2 separate regions of the Mus musculus genome follow, and region 2 is linked to region 1. The links are chromatin contacts, called in public Hi-C maps. All regions are on one chromosome and are shown on one strand. The core of a region is the stretch at or near the end of the contact, and the rest is flanking DNA. Distances in the headings are between cores, read along the strand shown. Region 1 overlaps Ern1 (endoplasmic reticulum (ER) to nucleus signalling 1). Region 2 overlaps Pecam1 (platelet/endothelial cell adhesion molecule 1).

Region 1 (3,467 bases), core at 927-3,426:
CTCTCCAAGATTGAAACATTTGGTGTAAATTTCAGGCAATGTCTGCTCCCTGTTCCTCACAGTGACCATGTGAGGTGGGTACCCTTGTTATTTCCACTCTATAAGAATACTGGGACTTGTCATTTGGAATAGGAATCAGTGTGGATAAGAGGCTGGGCAGGACAAGTTTAAGACCTATGATGAGTGACAGTTGTGGAAATAAAGGCAAAATACTTAGCAATCTGAGGAGAAACCAGAATCAACAACCATGAAGAGTCTGCGCTGTTCCTGGGCCCTCACAGAAAGGCTCTTGGGGAGTTTCTTTTTCTCGGTCTGATTTTTTTGGTTTGTTTCATATTGTTGGAGACAGAATGTCACTATGTTACTCAGGTGACCCCCAATTCATTCAGTCCCTGTTTCCCACATACTTGGCTTCTCTCCTCCCTCCCATTTGCTAAGGCAGAGACCAGGGCCTTAAGCGTGCCAAGCATGCTTTGACTCTGGGATGCACCCTGGCCTTATCTTTTTTTCTTCTTCCCATTGTTGTTGCCCTTACTATCCTTGACCCTGGGAGTGAATTAAAGGCCTGGTTACAAAGATAAGAGGTTGAGATTATACCCCAAGGCAGTGAGTATTGCAAACAAAGGCAGAAGTGAGGGTGATTGGGTCCCTGGCAAATATCCCAAGTAACTAGAGCAGGATGGATTTTCTTAAATCAGATCTTTCCTTCCTGTGCCCTATATATACTAACAATACACACCAATTCTGATGACCTAGCCTAAACGTGAGAGGTGGTCTGAGTCCCAGCAGACTAGGTAGATGTGGGTAGAGAAAAGAGTATGTGTGGGCACAGAAGGCAGCAGGACCTGCCAGGCAATGGGTCTGGACCAGTATATGAATACCTAAGAGAGTGCTGCAGGGGAACTGGGTGTGCTGGAGCTCCGATCAGTCTATTGGCAGGCCATTTGAAAGATCCTGTTCTTTGTGCCTTTTACTTCTTCATAGCTGTGTGTGTGTGTGTGTGTGTGTGTGTGTGTGTGTGTATTAAATCTTTAGAGAACACTGACTAATACATTCACTCTTCACACATTGCTATAGAAGTACAGCAACAGCCATAGTATAGTGTTATCACTAACTAGCAAGGGCTCATTAGAATTATACGGCTACTCGGTTTTATGTACCAATGAAGGGTCCATAAACTGCCTGGCAGTGGTTAAGAAGTAGCACAAAGGAAATGTGTATGAAGGTACTGAAAATGTGCCAGAGGAGTCTCCGTGGCAGAACTGGAAAATGAGATCCCTTTAAAATCCCTTTAAATGGTCAGAGTAAGACAACTAGGAAGCCTAACAAACTTCTAAGAGGGTAGCTAAGTAAGGGTCTCACAATTCTGAGGTCCCCTTTGAGGAACTCTGTAACTGCTCAGCTTAAAATAAGGCAGTGGGAATACATAACAATCTTCTCATAGACCAGGGCCACTGTTTATACCTGTTAATGTCAAGATAGGCCCTGTGGTTCTTGTGGAAGACTGCAAGATAGTCTACCTTCACATTCATCTTGAAAATAAAGTGGATCTAATTAAATCAGAAGGTGGGGTTTGTTCTGTTTTTTGCCCCCAGCAGTGACCCTGACCTGGTGTTCAACATCCCCTAGTGCTTTGTCAAATAGTCATGAAGGTGACCCAATGCAGTAAGCTGGCCCTGTACCAGCAGAGATAGGTCCTGCGTGTACAGTGGGATATTATTGAACATCCTTCTTCAGTGGGAGCCTGTTTATAAGGAAACTCAGTGACATCTCCAGCAGTCTATTGGTAGGCCTTACAGACATGTCCTCTCACAGTAGGACATCAGGGAATGAGGTAGACAGAACACTGTAATGCAGAGTGGCCCATGGAAGGACAGCTTCATTTTCCTGGCTGTTGATCATTTTTGTTGGTTGTCATCGGTAACCCATGGTTGCTTACATTCAGATACCAAGTCTGACGCAGAATTCTGACATAGGCAGCCACATGTGAGAAAAGCATGCATGCCCCTTTGTAGAGCAAAGCATGCCTCAGCAGGCCATGGTATGCATGAGAAAATTTGTGATGGTTCAGAACAAAAGTAGGTTTTCCTGAACGAACCATGTCACACTATAAGTGACAAAAGCCTGGTAAGATTGAGGTCAGATGAGGGATTAAAGAGGGACTTTCCAGATCAAGAGGTGCAAGCTCTGGCTAGTTCCTGTCAGGCTTTATCTTGGTACACACTGAGTTGAGGTCAGCCAGGCTACACAGAGAAACCTTGTCACAAAAAAAAAACAAACTGAAAAGCTAAGTATAGGAAGGCAGAAACGGGAGGATCCAGGATTCACTGGCCAGCCAATCTAGTTGAAACACTCAGCTCCAATTTCAGTGAGAGACTGTCTCTTTAAATAATAGTAAGATAGAGAAGCAACTGAGGAAGATACCTCAGGCTAACCTGTGATCTACACACAGCCACAAAGAAGAACAGTACAGAGGAAAAGGCCTGAATCAAGCTAAGAGCTCATCCAGTGATCAGAACAGAAAGAAGGGAAACTGCTGGGGCTTTTCAAGCCCGGTTTCTTTTATTGCACACATAGACAATGGAATGGAAGTGTGCTGAATGTCAGGCGGTCATGAACTAGTATGTACAGGACAGCAGCAAGTGAGTGGGCACCACTCTTCCTGTCCAGCCAGCACCTACTTCTCTCATTCTCTCAGCTACTCACCACTCCTTAGATGGAAGCTCAGGTGTAGCTTGGAGAAGGACTAGAACTCTGCCTGAACACTGGAAATGTGCAGAAGGGACCTCGGTAGCCTAACTAGACTGATGCTACTAGAAAAAGCAATGAAAGAACTTGTTGAACTTTGAAGCATCACACTGCTTCCTGAGTTGAATACATGCACCCTCACAAGTTATTTTACTTGTAAAAAAACAAAAACAAGGGCTGGTGAGATGACTCAGTGGGTAAGAGCACCCGACTGCTCTTCCGAAGGTCCAGAGTTCAAATCCCAGCAACCACATGGTGGCTCACAACCATCTGTAACGAGATCTGACGCCCTCTTCTGGAGTGTCTGAAGACAGCTACAGTGTACTTACATATAATAAATAAATCTTTAAAAAATGACTCTTAATTAAAAAAAAGACACACATATAAATGGTAACTTGGACCTTAGGAAGCTGATGAGATCAAGGAATTGTGAAATCATGTTTAAATTGTGGTCAAAATTCAAAATTTAAAAAAACAAAAAAACAAAAAACAAAACAAAACAGAATACTGGGCCAGAGAAGTGGCTCAATGGTTAAGAGCACAAACTGCTTTTGCATAGGACCCAAGTTTGGTTCCAGCACCCAAGTTTGGTTCCAGCACCCATGTTAAGTGGCTTACAACCACCTGTAATTCCAGCTCCAGGGGGAATCTGTCACCTATCTTGAGCACTGCACATACCCACACACTGGCATGTAATTAATAATAAGAAGAGTAAACTA
Region 2 (3,435 bases), core at 255-2,754, 270 kb before region 1:
TTACCGCCTGCCCTCCCAGGTATGGACCTACAGGTGTGTTCCACTACACCCAGATATTATATCATTATTTTGCTTATAAAAATAGATATTTTAGCAGGGCAGTGGTGGCGCACGCCTTTAATCCCAGCACTTGGGAGGCAGAGGCAGGCGGATTTCTGAGTTCGAGGCCAGCCTGGTCTAGAGTGAGTTCCAGGACAGCCAGGGCTACACAGAGAAACCCTGTCTCGAAAAAACCAAAAAAAAAAAAAAAAAAAAAAAAAAAAGATATTTTAAGCAGGGCTGTAATAGTATACTCCTTTAATCCCCATACTCAGATAGTAGAGGTAGACAGATCTTTGTGAGTTCAAGGCCAGCCTGGTCTACAGAACTAGTTCCAGGACGTCTAGGGTTATACAAAGAAGCCTTGTCTAAAAAAAACCCCAAACCATAAACAACAGGAATGATTAATAAATCAAAAACAAAACAAACCCAACAAAATTAGATTTTATATATATATAAAATTTATATTTATATATATATAAATTTATTTATATATTTATATTTATAAAATATATAAATATATATATATTTGCTGTTCTGACACAGTGTCTCACTATGTAGCCTGGCCTCAAACTCATAAAGTTCTTCCTGTCTCCACTTTCTTAGTGCTGGGAATTGAACTCAAGACTTTACACATGCTAGGCAAGTGCTCTACCACTGGGCTACATCCCCATCTATCTACAGCAGTTCATTTTCTCCCTTGTATATTGCACACACACGCACACACACTCATGCACACACACACACACACACACACTCATGCACACACACGTATAGACAAGCATTGCCTGGACAGGCCACAGCCCTATAGGAGCCCCTTAAGATGGATAAGGCAGGCAGGCAGGTAGGCATTGGAAATCATGATCTCGATTGGGAAAGCCAAGCTCAGAGTTTTCAGAAGGAAGGTTCCCGGCTGGGTTGTTCCTTGTGTTTTATTTGGATTTCCCCTGTTGTTGTAGAAATGCTCTCGAAGCCCAGTATTTTTCATGATGCCAAGTCTGAGATCATAAAAGGACATGCCATAGGCATCAGCTGCCAGTCCGAAAATGGAACTGCACCCATCACTTACCACCTTATGAAAGCAAAGAGTGACTTCCAGACTCTCGAGGTGACCTCCAATGACCCAGCAACATTCACAGATAAGCCCACCAGAGACATGGAATACCAGTGCAGAGCGGATAATTGCCATTCCCACCCCGCGGTGTTCAGCGAGATCCTGAGGGTCAGGGTGATAGGTAAGCAGCTGTCTTCTGTGAAGCAAAGGTAGGGCTCAAGGCTAGCAAGGCTAGGGACTGTGGCCATCACAAGGATGCTGCCTGTGCAACCCATAGCAGATATGTATCAAAGACCAAGCCCCAGATGGTGGGTCTGAGCAATATCCGGGGTTTCTTGATGTGGCCGTTGTAACCCTTTTTGACCTTCCAAGTGACAGTTGACTGCTGGTATTATGTAGTTGGGCTTCCGTGGTTTGAGGGGGCGGGGTGCTTTTCAGATGAAGAGAGAGCTGCCCTCAAGAACTGCGGGCTTAGAACTCTTTCCTTGCTAGTGGTCTTAGTGGAACATCTGTGTCACACATGAAACCTGCCACAGGCCTTGCTGCAGACCATGGGCTCATGGAAATAGCTGACATTAGCCTGGGATTCTCACCATGGTCTTGGGGTTGGATATCTTTTCCTCGAGCATCTGACTTGTGCCTTTGGGTGGCTTGTTGCAGTGTCGCTGCCCCCACTGCTTATAAGACTCCCAATGTGCCTTCTCCTCTGTCCTTCAGCAGCTTTTGTTTAGCAGCTCTGTGTCGTCAACAGGCAGTTTATAGGTGCTGGAGAGATGGCTCTGTGGTTAAGAACATTAGCTACTGTTTCAGAGATCCTGGGTTCAATTTTCAGCATCCACGTGACAGCTCACAAATGTTCCTAGAGATCTGATGCCCTCACACAGACGTACATGCAGGCCATACACTAATGTACATAAAAATGCATCATTAACATGCAGTTTATAATTGTATACTGTGTACCTGTGCTGGTGTGGGCGAGAGTTGGCTACTGGTACAGGGTAAGTGGTCCAACAAGCCTGTAATCCTGGCACTTAGTAAGCAGAGGCAGGCAGATCAGGTTATCCTTATCTACATAGTGAGATCAAGGCCACCCAAGGTCACATAAGACCCAAGTCTCAGAGGACAAGGGAGGGAGGTGGGGCATAATAAGAACTGGTCTGAGGAGGGGCATAATATGGACATGGTTGTTATGCATTCAGGCTGTTGTTGAAGAGTGAAGACTTCAGATCTCCAGATGTTAATTAATAATAAATTCGTCCAGGCGGTGGTGGCGTACTCCTTTAATCCCAACACTCGGGAGGCAGATGCAGGTGGATCTCTGAGTTCGAGGCCAGACTGGTCTATAAAGTAAGTTCCAGGGCGGCCACGACACAGAGAAAACTTGTCTCAAAAAGACCACAGAAGAAGAGGAAGAGGAAACCCGAGTTGAAATTGGGTCAGTGCTAGTGACGAGCATTTACTGAGCCCTTCCCATGTGCCCAGCCCTGGGTGAAGCACTGTGGTAAATTATCCCTAGTAATATTTAAAATAGCACATGAGACTCATAAGTGAACTCACTAAGACTTAGAGCTAAGGCACGATAGGTAGGACTGGGATTTGAACCCAGGCAGTGTGGCTCCTGAGACCAACTCACCACTAGCCTCTTGTACTTCCCGGGGGGAGAGACTGTCAGGTCTAGCAGTGTGCTCAGGCTGTCTGCCCCTGTGTGGGACCACTGCCATCCCAGGCCTGATGCTCAGCTTCCTTCAAGATCATACGCCCTTTGTGCTCAGAGAGGTGACATGTGTCTGTGTGTCACTAGTAGGGAAGGTGGCCTGGAATGGTGACATAGGACCAGAATTTGAATGGTTAGGAATGTTGCTGAGGGAAGGTGGCACAGTGGGGGCACAGTGGATTTGCCTCTCTGAGCTTCCAGGTGGGAAGGAAACCATGAAGTTCCGGGAAGCTGTCTGGACAGGAAACTTCTGTTTAGGTTTCAGTGCTCAGAAATAAAAGCTGAGTGTGGAAGTAAAGTCTCTAAGTGAAGATGGAGGGGCTGGTGAGATGGCCCAGCCTAATGACCTGAGTTCAATACCCTGGACCTTACTTGGTGGAAAGACAGATTCCTGCAAATTGTTCTCGGAGTTCCACTAACACACCCATGCACAGAATAAATAAGTAAAAAAAATAAGTAAAAAACAATGTGTGTGTGTGTGTATATATGTATATATATATATATGTGTATATATATATATAGATAGATAGATAGATAGATAGATACACGTATATACACACACATATATATACACACACATACGTGTGTGTGTGTGTGTGTGTGTGTGTGTGTGTAGAGTGGAGTTGGA

The links. Hi-C and Micro-C count contacts between places; a contact is called where the count stands out from the background.
Region 2: a contact with region 1 is called in a Hi-C map of the MNK3 cell line, with 5 times the contacts expected there. The contact joins two enhancer-like sites. A contact is called at or near these places in 1 of 484 Hi-C or Micro-C datasets (the MNK3 cell line), 1 of 115 datasets of contacts at active chromatin or transcription factors (effector CD8 T cells) and 3 of 9 other capture datasets (adipose tissue, embryonic stem cells and liver).

The regions. Positions count from the first base shown.
Region 1 is chr11:106,415,165-106,418,631 of GRCm38.p6, reverse strand. The region is part of intron 10 of Ern1 (endoplasmic reticulum (ER) to nucleus signalling 1); the gene reads left to right. Among named protein-coding and RNA genes, the nearest start is that of Icam2, 34 kb to the right of the region's middle. Within about 2 kb of position 2,176, at least 33 of the 459 cell types and tissues checked have an H3K27ac peak or open chromatin away from gene starts, as enhancers often do. A contact at or near this core is called in the MNK3 cell line, where this site is marked.
Region 2 is chr11:106,686,615-106,690,049 of GRCm38.p6, reverse strand. It overlaps Pecam1 (platelet/endothelial cell adhesion molecule 1), which reads left to right. Exons shown (of 16, transcript NM_001305157.1): 7 at 999-1,274. Among named protein-coding and RNA genes, the nearest start is that of Pecam1, 27 kb to the left of the region's middle. Within about 2 kb of position 1,504, at least 45 of the 459 cell types and tissues checked have an H3K27ac peak or open chromatin away from gene starts, as enhancers often do. A contact at or near this core is called in the MNK3 cell line, where this site is marked.